Regions from separate parts of the Sus scrofa genome. Here region 2 is linked to region 1. Evidence: chromatin contacts called from public HiChIP or PLAC-seq data. All regions are on one chromosome and are shown on one strand. The core of a region is the stretch at or near the end of the contact, and the rest is flanking DNA. Distances in the headings are between cores, read along the strand shown. Region 1 overlaps CUBN (cubilin). Region 2 overlaps CUBN (cubilin).

Region 1 (6,210 bases), core at 2,590-5,089:
AAAGAGAGTTCCAAACGGTCCCAAAATAACCTGAGTTTTATCCCCTTCCTTGTTTTTTCAGTTGTCCTTTCTTCTGTGACTCAGTCCCTTGCATACAGACTATACTTTTTCTATTTTACCAAAATACTTATTCTTACTTCAGGCTTGCTTGCATTTTAGGGCTGGTCCTGCTGCTAATTTCTACCTGGTCTTGATTCTGACCTGTCTGTACCACAATTTTCTTCTTTTCAAATAAGCAGATGACAGTAAATTATCTTTAATCTCTCCTCTTCCAACCCTAATATTCTATGTATCCTTGCGTTTATGACAATAAACACAATGGCTTTTTTTTTTCTCTTTTTTCTTCTGTTTAGGGCTGCAACTGTGGCATATGGAAGTTCCCAGGTTAGGGGATGAATCAGAGCTGCAGGTGCCAGCCTATGCCACAGCCACAGCATATCTGCAACCTGCACCGAAACCTGTGGCAACGCCAGATCCTTAACCCACTGTGCAAGGTCAGGGATTGAACCGTGTCCTCAGGGATACTAGTTGGGTTCTTAACCTGCTGAACCACAGTGGGAACTCCAACACAATGGCTTTTAAAATTGAATGTTTCCACTTTTGGCAATCCAAACTGTTCTAGGAGTTTTAAAAACCTGATTGCTGGTCCCTTCCAAGTGTAATTTACCTTGGGATTGAATAATACACTTGAGCTCTATTAAAAAATCCCATGAACACAAACATCATCTGGCAGCATTATTGAGACTTGAATATTTTTCTCTTTGCTAATGACTCTAAGTAGCAGGACCATAATACTAGCTTGAATGTCTCCATAATGAATGATTGTCTTTGTGTGAAATTAAACCACAGAGATATTATGTAAGATACTGGACTTTGGGATATATTTCGTATCCAGGGTCCATCTAGCTATAAAGAGAGAGGGTTGGTGCCTTAATACCTACCTTCACGAACCCCTGGACAGCTAACTAGAACTTGGAGCCAAACTTCCAGCCCAGCCAGGACATTGCCTGCCTGGTTCCAAACCTCCTCGGACCTCCCGTCCCCAGAACTGGGTCCACTTGGAGATTTGATCTAGCAGCTCCCTACCCCCACGTCTCTGAATGGTCCTTTTTCACATTTCTTCATCTCGTTGTTACGGTGATTTACAAACTGTCCAAGCAAAAATGGCTGTGCTTGTAGATGATCTGGGCAGTTTTCAAAACAAATAAATTTGCCCATCAGAAATCATGCGTTCACATTTCTCATTCTGAATATGTGAAATGCATGGGACCAAGCAGGCCCTCCTTCCGGTCTCTGCTCTGATAACATGACTTTATTCCTCGCTCCACCCATCTCTCACACTCAGCTGCTCTTTTGTCACAGCACCCTGCCTTTCTGACATGCTCAAGTGCCTTCACCACTAAAAAAGAAATAACAGCTTTCCATTGGCCTTTCTTTATCAGAGGCCATGACTCTTGACCCCTCTCTACATTCATTTCCCCAATTCTGGGGAAAGCTAAGATGCTCCTGCATCTCCCAAACCACTGTGATCTGGAATCCCCCACTACTGCCCACGGGGATCCTGATTCTTCCAAGGTCATCAAAGACTGAATCAAAGGGCTTTGGTCCATCCTAGAGGCTAGGCGACTTCTGCTGGGTTTCTGCCTCTGCCCACCCACTCTTAAAATTATCTTCTCTCCTGGCCTATGCTGCCACCCTCTTCTGCTTCTCTTCCCATCTCCTTGGGTCCCATCCTCGGTCTCCTGTTCCTTTGTTTCTCCATCTTGCCCAACATGGCGGTGTTTCCTAGGAGTCTACTTGGCTCTTTTCTGTCTACAAGATGCTCCTACACGTGATCGCATCAAATTCTGTGGTTTTAACAACCATCTGAATATACAGAAATTATCCTCACGTGGATATGTCCAGCTCAGACCCCATCCTGAGCACTGAATCCACCTGTCCAGCTCTATAAGGGACACCATGTAGACCTGTAAACTCAAATTTCCAAACCCAACCTGGGAATCGATCCACTTACTCACTTAGTTAGTGGCATTATTATTCATCCATCCTTTAAGCCAATAGCCTTAATTTCTCCATTTCCATCAACCACCCCACCCTACACCATCTAATTAGCCTCTAAGTTGTGGTGACTAGACCAACATCTTCGTTTGCCCCAAAGTCCTTTCTCTCCACCAAGGTTTCTCCGTAGCTTCCCAAACAGCATTTATACCGCTTTTTCCTTTTCCATCAACCCTGTCCACACCCAGCTGCCTGTTTGTATTATAAAACACAGTTTTGAGATTCCGTTGGGGCTCAGGGGTTAAGGACCTGACCTTGTCTCTGTGAGGATACGGGTTCCATCCCTGGCCTTGCTCAGGAGGTTAAGGACCTGGCGCTGCTGCAAGTTGCAGCATAGTTCACAGACATGGCTCAGATCCAGTGTTGCTGTGGCTGTGGTATAGGCCTGCAACTGCAGCTCCAATTTGACCCAGGAACTTCCATGTGCTGCAGGGGCAGCTGTTCAAAAATAATAATAATTAAAAAATAAAATATAAAATAAAATCCAGTTTGGAGTCTAGGATGGAAAACTTTTATCACTAGCTATAGGGTAATTTCAAATTCTTCATGGTTTGTCCAATGCCGATGTCTTCCACAGATGCTTGGTTTCCATGGGCTCCCCTAACACAGCTATACCCAGGAACAACACTCTCCCTTCCAAGTCCCAAAGTTTGTGCGTACTCATACCTCTGTGCATAACGTACCCTACTCTTTCGGCAAAGCCACCTCCCCTGGTTGACATGTCACATTTCTCCAAGTGAAATTCTGCCACTTCAGTGTCATCTTCTGTGTGAAACCTTCCCTGGCTTCCAGGCCCAAATGAATCCTTCCTGTTTCCTCATGATTATTATTTCAGGTTTTTTGAGTCCTAGGTACACAAAACATTTGGTGCTGTGCTAGGAGAAAGGGTCATAAATAGGTCTTCTTGGAGTTCCCATTGTGGCTCAGTGAAGATCCAGGAAGATGTGGGTTCGATCCCTGGCCTCGCTTGTTGAGTTAAGGATCTGGCATTACTGCAAGGTGCTGCAAAGGTTGCAGACGTGGCTTGGATCCGATGTTGCTGTGGCTGTGGTGTAGGCCTGCAGATGAAGCTCTGATTCGACCCCTAGCCTGGGAACGTCCATATGCCACAAGTGTGGCCCTAAAAAGTAAAAAAAAAAAAAAAAAAAAAAAAAAGGTCTTCTTTCATAGAAGATCTGGAGGCCCAGGATCACAGATGGGAAGCCTTGACTGTGGCCCCAAAACCCACTGTTCCTCCTAGAATTGGATGCCACCTCTCTGCCTTGAGCGTGTCTGCCTGAGAGCACTTGCCATCAGCATCATTGTGACTATGGCAGGTGTGACTGTGACAAGCAGGTCCCCTGCATGATCTCAGACATCCCAACAACAAATTGGAGACAGACACTGCTACTGTCCCCATTTCCAAGTTAAGGAAACTGAAGCTGAAGAATTAGCCTTCTCCCAGATGACAAAGCTAGAAAATGCCAAAATCCAGCCTCAATGCTGGGGCCCTCCCACCGCAGAGCCGGGCTTCTTAACCACGGCACTGTGGTGTCCCATGCTGCTGGGGTGGTTTTTCACAACATAGCGTGGCGCGAGGGTTTGGCAACATCTGCTTCTGATAGTCTACTTCCCCCTTGGTGGGGACACCCCAACTACTTCATCCAGGACACCCTGATCCTGACCACCTGTTGGGATGATTACATTTTGATTTCACTCTATCTGCCGGACTGGACTCCTCCCAGCACCTGTATGTGGGTTTATTTTCTTATCTCCATGTCTCTGACCAGCTCATAGTTGAGGTTTCACTTCCTCCTGTCTGTCTCCTCTCGCTAGTTTGTGAAGGCAAGCCCAGCTGCATGCTCAGATAGGGCAGTGGTTGCTAGAAAACCCAGTCTGTGTATTTGTATCTCATGCAGGTGGAAAATCCTACTCATGACCGCGGGACGGAAATAAGGCAGCCATGCTGGGTGTGCCTTCGACTGAAGCTTTGTTTTGTTCACACACCTTTTACGAATGTTGAATTCTGTGGATTACAGACTTTACCAACGAGAAGAAACTGGAACTGGAACCGTACAGTCTAGGGGAGGGGGAAAGTGGTGCAGAAATGCCCACCACAGGCCAAATGATAAGGTAGACAGGTTGTCTCTGGCCCATTCGACTTTTCTTGAAGGCACTTCTAGTGTTTCTTTTCTTTTTTTCTTTTTTCTTTTGGTGCTTTTAGGGCTGCACCCGCAGCATATGGAGGTTCCCAGGCTAGAGGTCAAATCAGAGCTGTAGCTGCCGGCCTATGCCAGAGCCACAGCAATGCCAGACTTGAGCCATGTCCGTGACCTATACCACAACTCCTTAGCCCACTGAGTGAGGCCAAGGATCGAACCAGCATCCTCATGGATGTTAGTCAGATTTGTTTCTGCTGAGCCATGGTGGAAACTCCCACTTCTACTGTTTCAATGCTTTATTTCACCTTCATGTTGAAAAGCTTTTTTAGGAGAGTACAGAGTTCCTGATTGGAAGTTATTTTCTTGTTTGAAATTTAAGATACCATCTCACTGTCTTTTCTCCTCCCAATTGTCATTGTTGAAAAGTCAGCATTCACTCCACCACTTCCTAAAAGATAATTTCCCACTTACCTACTCCCTTGGCTGACTGTAATATTTTTCCTTTATCTCTAGTTTTTTTTTTTTTAGATAAGTATGTCTTTTCATTTATCCTGCTTGGCTGTTTGGGTTCCTTAGGATTCTTAAGTTGATGCCTTTCATTAGTTTTGGAAGTCCTAATCTTTATCTCTTCAACTCCATTTATTTCATTCTTCCTTCTGGAATTCCAGTAAATGCATGTTACATCTTTTTTTTTTTTTTTTTTTTTTTTTTTTTTTGCTTTTTAGGGCGGTACCTGCAGCATATGGAGTTCCCAGGCTAGGGGTCAAATCTGAGCTACAGCTGCTGGTCTGTGCCACAGTCACAGCAACACCAGATCTGAGCTGATCCTGAGACCTACACCATAGCTCACGGCAATGCCAGATCCTTAACCCACTGAGCGAGGCCAGAGATGGAACCTGCAACCTCATGGTTCCTAGTCAGATTCGTTTCCGATGCGCCACGACAGGAACTCCTGCATGTTACATATTTTATGTATGTCTTCTACATGCCTTAACCTCTCACCCGTATTTTTCATCCTTTTGTTTATACAGGTTTTTTTTTTCCAGATAGATTTTTCTGATATCTTCCATTTCACTCATTTTCTCTTCATCTCTGTCTAATTTGTCTAATATACCAGAAAGAAAACCTTCACTGAGATCTTAATTTTAGCTTTTATATCCATCCAGTTTCAAAGTTTTCAGGTTTGTTTTTTTTTTTTGTCTCTTTGTCTTTTCTAGGGCTGTACCCGCCGCATATGGAGTTTCCCAGGCTAGGGGTCCGATTGGAGCTGTAGCCACCCGCCTACACTAGAGACACAGCAATGCTGGGTCCAAGTGTCATCTGAGACCTACACCGCAGCTCACAGCAACACCAGATCCTCAACCCATTGAGCAAAGTCAGGTATCGAACCCGAAACCTCATGGTTCCTAGTTGTATTCATTAACCACTGAGCCATGACGGGAACTTCTCAGTTGTTTTTTAAAAAATATTTTCAATATCACTTTTTATAATATGCAGCCCTTGCTGAAAGTTTTAAGTTTGACTTTTATTTCCAGAAGTTTCGTAACCACAGTTGTTTACTAACCTGTGCTTGGTAATTTTAGCACCTGGCCCATTAATGTGTTTGTTTTCATTGTCTGCTATTCATGTTGTATCTCATTTACGTTGCATTGTTTCTTCACACGTATGGATATCTTTAATAGTGTGCTTGCTGTTGCATATGAAAATTAATAGTAGAAATGAAGTCTGGGATGAGTTTATCTTCCTCTGAAGAAGAGTATTAATTGCTTATGTCAGATGTCCAAGCCCTAGATACTTTAGGAATACAAGCTTCCTCATGTTATTCTGTGGTTTGAGGGGGGTGGATGCACCCAGGTGACTCAGAGCTGGGATGCAGACTCTGTGAAGGATGGTTGGTTTACCAGGACTCCCACCCTGTTCAGGTCCTGGACTCAAACTTTGCTCCTCTTTGTCCTAATAGGATCTCTGAAGTGCTGCTAACTCCTCCTGGATCAACGAATGCCCCAAGGAC
Region 2 (6,210 bases), core at 1,383-3,882, 130 kb after region 1:
CGAAAGAAAAAATGAAATTTTTTTTTTCCCCCTTGGGAACTGAAGTTATGACCTACTTTTTATCTGAAAGTTATTGACAGTTCCTTATGAAGCTGGAATCATTTAAAATTCATAAACCATAGGAAACATATTTCACAGAAGCTAAACTAAAATTATTCCCTAGCACTCAATGTCCTCAGGAAGAAGGAAGGACTCACCATGCATTGTCCGTGTAAACAGGGGCGAGTGAGGCAAACGTTACTGAGGGGCACACATCCATGGAGCCCATAACCATTTCCGGTATATCCAGGGAGACACGTGCAGAGGGGCAAAGAACCTGAGCAGATATGAAAACAGAAGGATAAATACACATCTCCTCCACTCAGACCCACTGACAAAACTCAGGCTCTGCTGTCTAGACCAGGAATCGCCAAAATCTACATATTCCCAGGCACAGATGAGACAAGGCATGAGGAGAAAATACTAGCATCTTGATTTTTCTAGTTTTCCTCTTAAAAATCAGAAAGACACTACACATTGTTCATAAGTTATTTACAGCCTGACACGGGTGCTATCAGCCCATAGGTCATGACCTTGAGTCATGCACAAATGTGGGGTTTCTTATTACAGAGGGTTGGCAGCAGAGGCGTGTATGCTTAGGATAATGGTATCTGTTGCCAGCACTCTGCACTGACTAGCTTAATCTTCTCAAGAACCCTAAAAATAGGTATTATTTTTAATATTATTACTTTGCTTTTTAGGGCCACACCCATGGCATGTGGAAGTTCCCAGGCTAGGGGTTGAACTGGAGCTGCAGCTGCTGGCCTACACCACGGCCACAGCAACACCAGATCCTTAACCCACTGAGTGAGGCCAGGGATTGAACCTGCAACCTCATGGATACTAGGTGGGTCTGTTTCTGCTGAGCCACAACTGGAACTCCCTAAATAGGTACTATTACAATCCCCATTTACATATGAAGACAAAGCACAGGGAGATTAAGTGCCTTAATCAGGAACAAATAGCTACAATATGGTATAGCCAAGGGAAAAATTAAAATCCAGTCTTTTTCTAAAATTCATGCCTCTAACCACTTCAGTGCACTGTTAATCATTTAGCATTTAAATAGTCATACATTTAAACCAACTATAATGGAAAAAATAAAAACCATTTAAAAAATTAAAAAATAATGAACAGTCATACAAATATACATACATATATTCTTTCACATCTGTGCATATATATATATGACAAATTGGTAAAAATAAAAGTGGTATTTTGAAATAAGGATATACATTATTCAATATATATGACAAATTGGTAAAAATAGAAGTGGTATTTTGAAATAAGGATATACATTATTCAACAAATAGAATTGGGGCCACCCATTTGGACAAAAATATGAAACTATGTCTCTATTGGATGCTATGGATAAAAATAAATCCTAAAAAGATCCAAGATTTTAATCTTAAAAGTAAATGAATGTAGGAAAGAACACGCACTTGAACTACTTTTAATGAGTTTGGTAGGGAAGGCCCAACTCTAAGAGGAGAAAAGATTTACCTTTTTGACTATATAAAAAACTTAAACTTTTAAATAGAAAACACCACCTCAAAAGTAAAATAAAAACAACAGGCAAGAAAAAAATACATGTAAAACATAAGAAAGATAATGAAATAATATCCTCATAGTACAAATGAAATTTTACACATCAATAAGAAAGCAGATGAACAAAGGACATGAAAAAAAATTTTAATGGCCAGTAAATATATGAAAAGTATTCATTATTAATGATCAGTAATCAAAAAATTAATTTTGACTTAGTCAAAATTAAAATAATGAGAAGGCAATTTTTGCCTTTATAAAATTGACCAAAATGAAAAACAACAATAGTCCCTAGTATTGTCAAGGGTGGGGTAAATGTATATTTCTTTCTCTTTTTTTTTAATGAGAATTGCAATGTTTATTTCACGTTCTCTCTCTCTCTCTTTTTTTCTTTCTTTTTTGCCACACAGGCAGTATGTGGGAATTCCTGGGCCAGGGATTGAACCTATACCGCACAGCAGCGACCAGAGCTACAGTGGTGAGAACACAGGAGCCTCAACCTGCTGGCCCATCAGAGAACTCCCTAAATCTATATTTTCATACACTGCTAATGAGTATATAAATGGACACATTTCTGGGAGAAAATTTAGTAATACACATATATTTTTTAAATTATAGGGGATGAAGCTTCTTTAATGCAGCATTGCAGACCGTCGGTTTTTTGGCTTTTTTTTTTTTTTTTTTCTGTCTTTCTGTCCTTTATAGAACTGCACCTGAGGCATATGGAAGTTCCGAGGCTAGGGGTCGAATCGGAGCTGTAGCTGCCCGCCTACACCACAGCCACAGCAATGCTGGATCCTGGATCACAACTGAGCAAGGCCAGGGATCGAACCCATAGCCTCATGGTTCCTAGTCAGATTCATTTCTGATGCGCCACGACAGGAACTCCAGACCCTGGTGGTTTTTACCTCAGAGGCAACTTTCCCTTCCTTAGTTGTGAATGCGTTATGTTAACTGTAGGCCAGGGTGAGGGAATTAAAGACTGTTTCGAAGCCTTCCCTGCAGCCAGGCTTCACCACCACTTTCAGTTCTGGCAAAGGCACAGAAAGGGGAGTCCCTAAAGAGAAGTGGCGTGTTCTTCCTCTTTTTCTCCTTCCTGCTGGAATGCAGTCATGCATCTATCAGCTGGCTTACTTATTTTGGGAAGTAACTGCAAAAATGAGAACAGATCATAAAAGAGCAGAGTCTTTGACATCACAAAAAATCCAAATGAGGCTTTTGTAACACAGATTATTTTGGGGTTTGAAGATCCAAGCGCGAATTTTGAAAATAGAGGATTTTGATTTTCAAATGTTGAGTTGTTTCAGAAGGTCAGATTAAAATTCCCCAAACCCAAGGGAGAGAGGAGTCATTACCTAGAATCAAGGAGCAGGCCGCGTGGGGGTGGCAGCCTCCGTTATTGACCGAGCAGAGGTCTATGAGTGTGCACATTCTTCCATCACCCTGGTAGCCTGATCACAGCAAGAGCAGGGGCATGAAACACAATGTCAGGAACAGGCAAGGAGAGGAATCCCAATCTAAGTATCAAGTATCAGGAACCAGACCAACCAGAGATCTTCTGTCATCAAAACAGAAAATGTTGGAGTTCCCATGGTCACTCAGAGGGTTAGGAAGGCAACATAGTATCAGGGAGGATACAGGTTCGATACCTGGCCTTGCTCAATGGGTTAAGGATCCAGTGTTGCCACAAGCTGTAATTAGGTCCCAGATGTGGCTCAGATCTGGCCTTGCTGTGGTTGTGGCATAGGTCTGCAGCAGCAGCTCTGATTTGACCCCTAGCCTGAGAACTTCCATATGTCGCAGGTACGGCCCTAAAAAGAAAGAAAAAACAAACAAACAAACAGAAAATGTAAACAGAAAGTGTCAAAAATAGTATTCCATTGTTAAGGATATGGATGACAAGAATTAGGAATCTGATTTCAGATACAATATTCAGGGTGGGTTCTAACGGCAAAAATAAAAATTTAGGAGTCCCCATTGTGGCTCAGCTGGTTAAGAAACCAACTAGTATCCATGAGGATGCAGGTTTGATCCCTGGCCTCACTCAGTGGGTTAAGGATCCAGCATTGCTGTGCGCCGTGGGGATAGAATTGCAGAGGCAGCTCGTATGTGGCATTGTTGTGGCTGTGGTGTAGGCCTGTGGCTGCAGCTCCGATTCAACTCCTAGCCTAGGAACTTCCATACGCCACAAATGCAGCCCTAAAAAGCATAAATAAATTAATTAAAAAGTTATTCAAATAATTTAAAGATACTTGAAACTCCTGGGAACCTTAGAAAGCGCTGACACTAAGGAAGGTGACATTTTTAATGACAGTGACTTTGAAGATCTTGAAGCGAAATAATTGTAGAAGTCCAAAGTACTGTTGTTTCATGCTAATAAAACCTATAGAGTTTCATTTACCCCTTAGAACTCCCTGATCTCAATTTAGATTACAGAATAGCAATCATGATTTCTTTCCAAAACAGAAGGGAAACTCACATGTATGATATGCCTAAGATTATATCTGTTATATAGTAACTTTATATAGAAAACTTCTCATAGTTCAGTATGTTAATAAATGATTTGTGGGAACAATAGGTAAGTGACCCACAGAGGAAATCTGCCAAATTCTGCATTATCTCAATAAGCTACTTCACAGTTTGTAAAGGCTTATTTTTTTCCATTGATATTCAAAATATGTTTTATTTCTTTCTTATAACATAGCTGTTCTAATGTGCCCGGATCCACATGTTAAGTAAAACTTTTTGCACTGTTTCATTTGTCTCCTTAGACATAAGTCATAGACAGATTTTTCGAATGGTTGTAGCCATGGCATATGGAAGTTCCTGGCCTAGGGACTAAATCCCAACTGCAGCTGTAACCTATGCTGCAGCTGCGGCAATGCTGGATCTTTTAACACACTGTGCCAGGCTGGGGATTGAACCCACACCTCTATAGTGATCTGAGCCACTGTAGCTGGATTCCTTTTTTTTTTTTTTTTGTCTTTTGTCTTTTTAGGCACACACCTGCAACATGGGGAGATTCCCAGGCTAGGGGTCTAAACAGAGCTGTTGCTGCTGGCCGACAGCAACGCCAGATCTGAGTTGTGTCTGTGACCTACACCACAGCTCACAGCAACGCTGGATCCTTAACCCGCTGAGCGAGGCCAGGGATCGAACCCAAAACCTCATGATTCCTAGTCACATTCGTTCCCGCTGTGCCACGACGGGAACCCTCATAGCTGGATTCTTAACCCACTGCACCACCGTGGGAACTCCAGCCTTATTTTAAATAGAACCCAAGATCCTGTTTTCCAATGTATGGCCTTTTTTTTCTTCCTGTTTTGGTATCAGGATATTTGGTGTGGCACCTGGTGGACAGGAAGGACAGTAGTAAGATCCAGGTGTGTTGACACACTCAACAGGTGGAGCCACAGAACAACCGCCATTATTTATCTCACATTCATTGATATCTTCACAAATGTATCCATTTCCTTGCCAGCCTAGAAAAACAGAAGATTTAAAAAGTTAGTGCTACAACAGAAATTGAAGGAACAGTATAAATCAATTATACTTTAAAAAAAAGTTCTATAGACAAGTGAACAAAGAAGAAATGAAAATAGTCAAGAACATTTACAATCTGCTTAACTGCATAGGGAACCACAGATCAAAATGAGATATATGGGAAAAAAAATTGTTTTAAATACTTTTAAGCCAATTCCAGCAAAGAGGTGGGCTTATGGGGTAGTCTTATACGCTGTTAGAAGTTAAATTAACCAAACCTATTAGGAAAGCAATCTAGCAGTGTTCATTAAAATGTTTAAAGTACATAATCTTTGGACAAACAAGTCCACCTATTAAAACTTATTTTATAATGAGGAGTTCCCATCATGGCTTAGCGGTTAGCGAACCCGACTAGCATCCATGAGGATGCAGGCTCAATTCCTGGCCTCGCTCAGTGGGTTAAAGATCCAGCATTGCTGTGAGCTGTGGTGTAGGTTGCAGATGCAGTTTGGATCTGGTGTTACTGTGGCTGTGGTGTAGACAGGCAGCTACAGTTCCCATTCAACCCCTAGCCTGGGAACCTCCATATGCTGTGGGTATGGCCCTAAAAAGAAAAAAAGACCAAAAAAAAAAAAACCCTCATTCTACAATGATAAAACCGTGAACACGTAAAGCACATAAAGATGTAGGTAAGCAGGTGTCTACTGCAGCATTGTCTCATGGGGGGACTCTCAATGGTCCACAGGGGCGTAGCCGAATATATTACTACCCAACTATACCACTGGATGCTACAAGCTGTTTTAAATAATATGTGCACATGCACTGAAAGATTTTTTTTTTCTTTTTTTATGGCTGCACCTGCAGCATATGGAAGTTTCTAGGCTAGGGGTTGAATGGGAGCTATAGCTGCCAGCCTACGCCACAGCCACAGCAAAGCCTGATCCGAGCCTCGTCTGTGACCTACACCACAACTCATGGCTACACCAGACCCTTAATCCACTGAGGGAGACCATATATATTTTACTTAAATACATAAGTAAATAAATACTTAAATACTCCCCCATATATATTTTCATTAAAAATACCAAATTTTGGAGTTCCTGTCATGGTGCAGCAGAACCGAATTGGACTAGGAACCATGAG

What was found. HiChIP or PLAC-seq counts read pairs in DNA pulled down with a chosen protein or histone mark.
Region 2: a contact with region 1 is called in an H3K27ac HiChIP or PLAC-seq map of alveolar macrophages. The contact joins two enhancer-like sites. A contact is called at or near these places in 1 of 47 Hi-C or Micro-C datasets (epiblast stem cells) and 1 of 2 datasets of contacts at active chromatin or transcription factors (alveolar macrophages).

The regions. Positions count from the first base shown.
Region 1 is chr10:43,260,737-43,266,946 of Sscrofa11.1, forward strand. All of the region lies in intron 32 of CUBN (cubilin), which reads right to left. Among named protein-coding and RNA genes, the nearest start is that of CUBN, 150 kb to the right of the region's middle. Within about 2 kb of position 3,840, at least 13 of the 83 cell types and tissues checked have an H3K27ac peak or open chromatin away from gene starts, as enhancers often do. A contact at or near this core is called in alveolar macrophages, where this site is marked.
Region 2 is chr10:43,390,104-43,396,313 of Sscrofa11.1, forward strand. CUBN (cubilin) reads right to left here. Exons shown (of 68, transcript XM_021064811.1): 9 at 4,935-5,066; 10 at 2,940-3,035; 11 at 198-316. Among named protein-coding and RNA genes, the nearest start is that of CUBN, 21 kb to the right of the region's middle. Within about 2 kb of position 2,633, at least 4 of the 83 cell types and tissues checked have an H3K27ac peak or open chromatin away from gene starts, as enhancers often do. A contact at or near this core is called in alveolar macrophages, where this site is marked.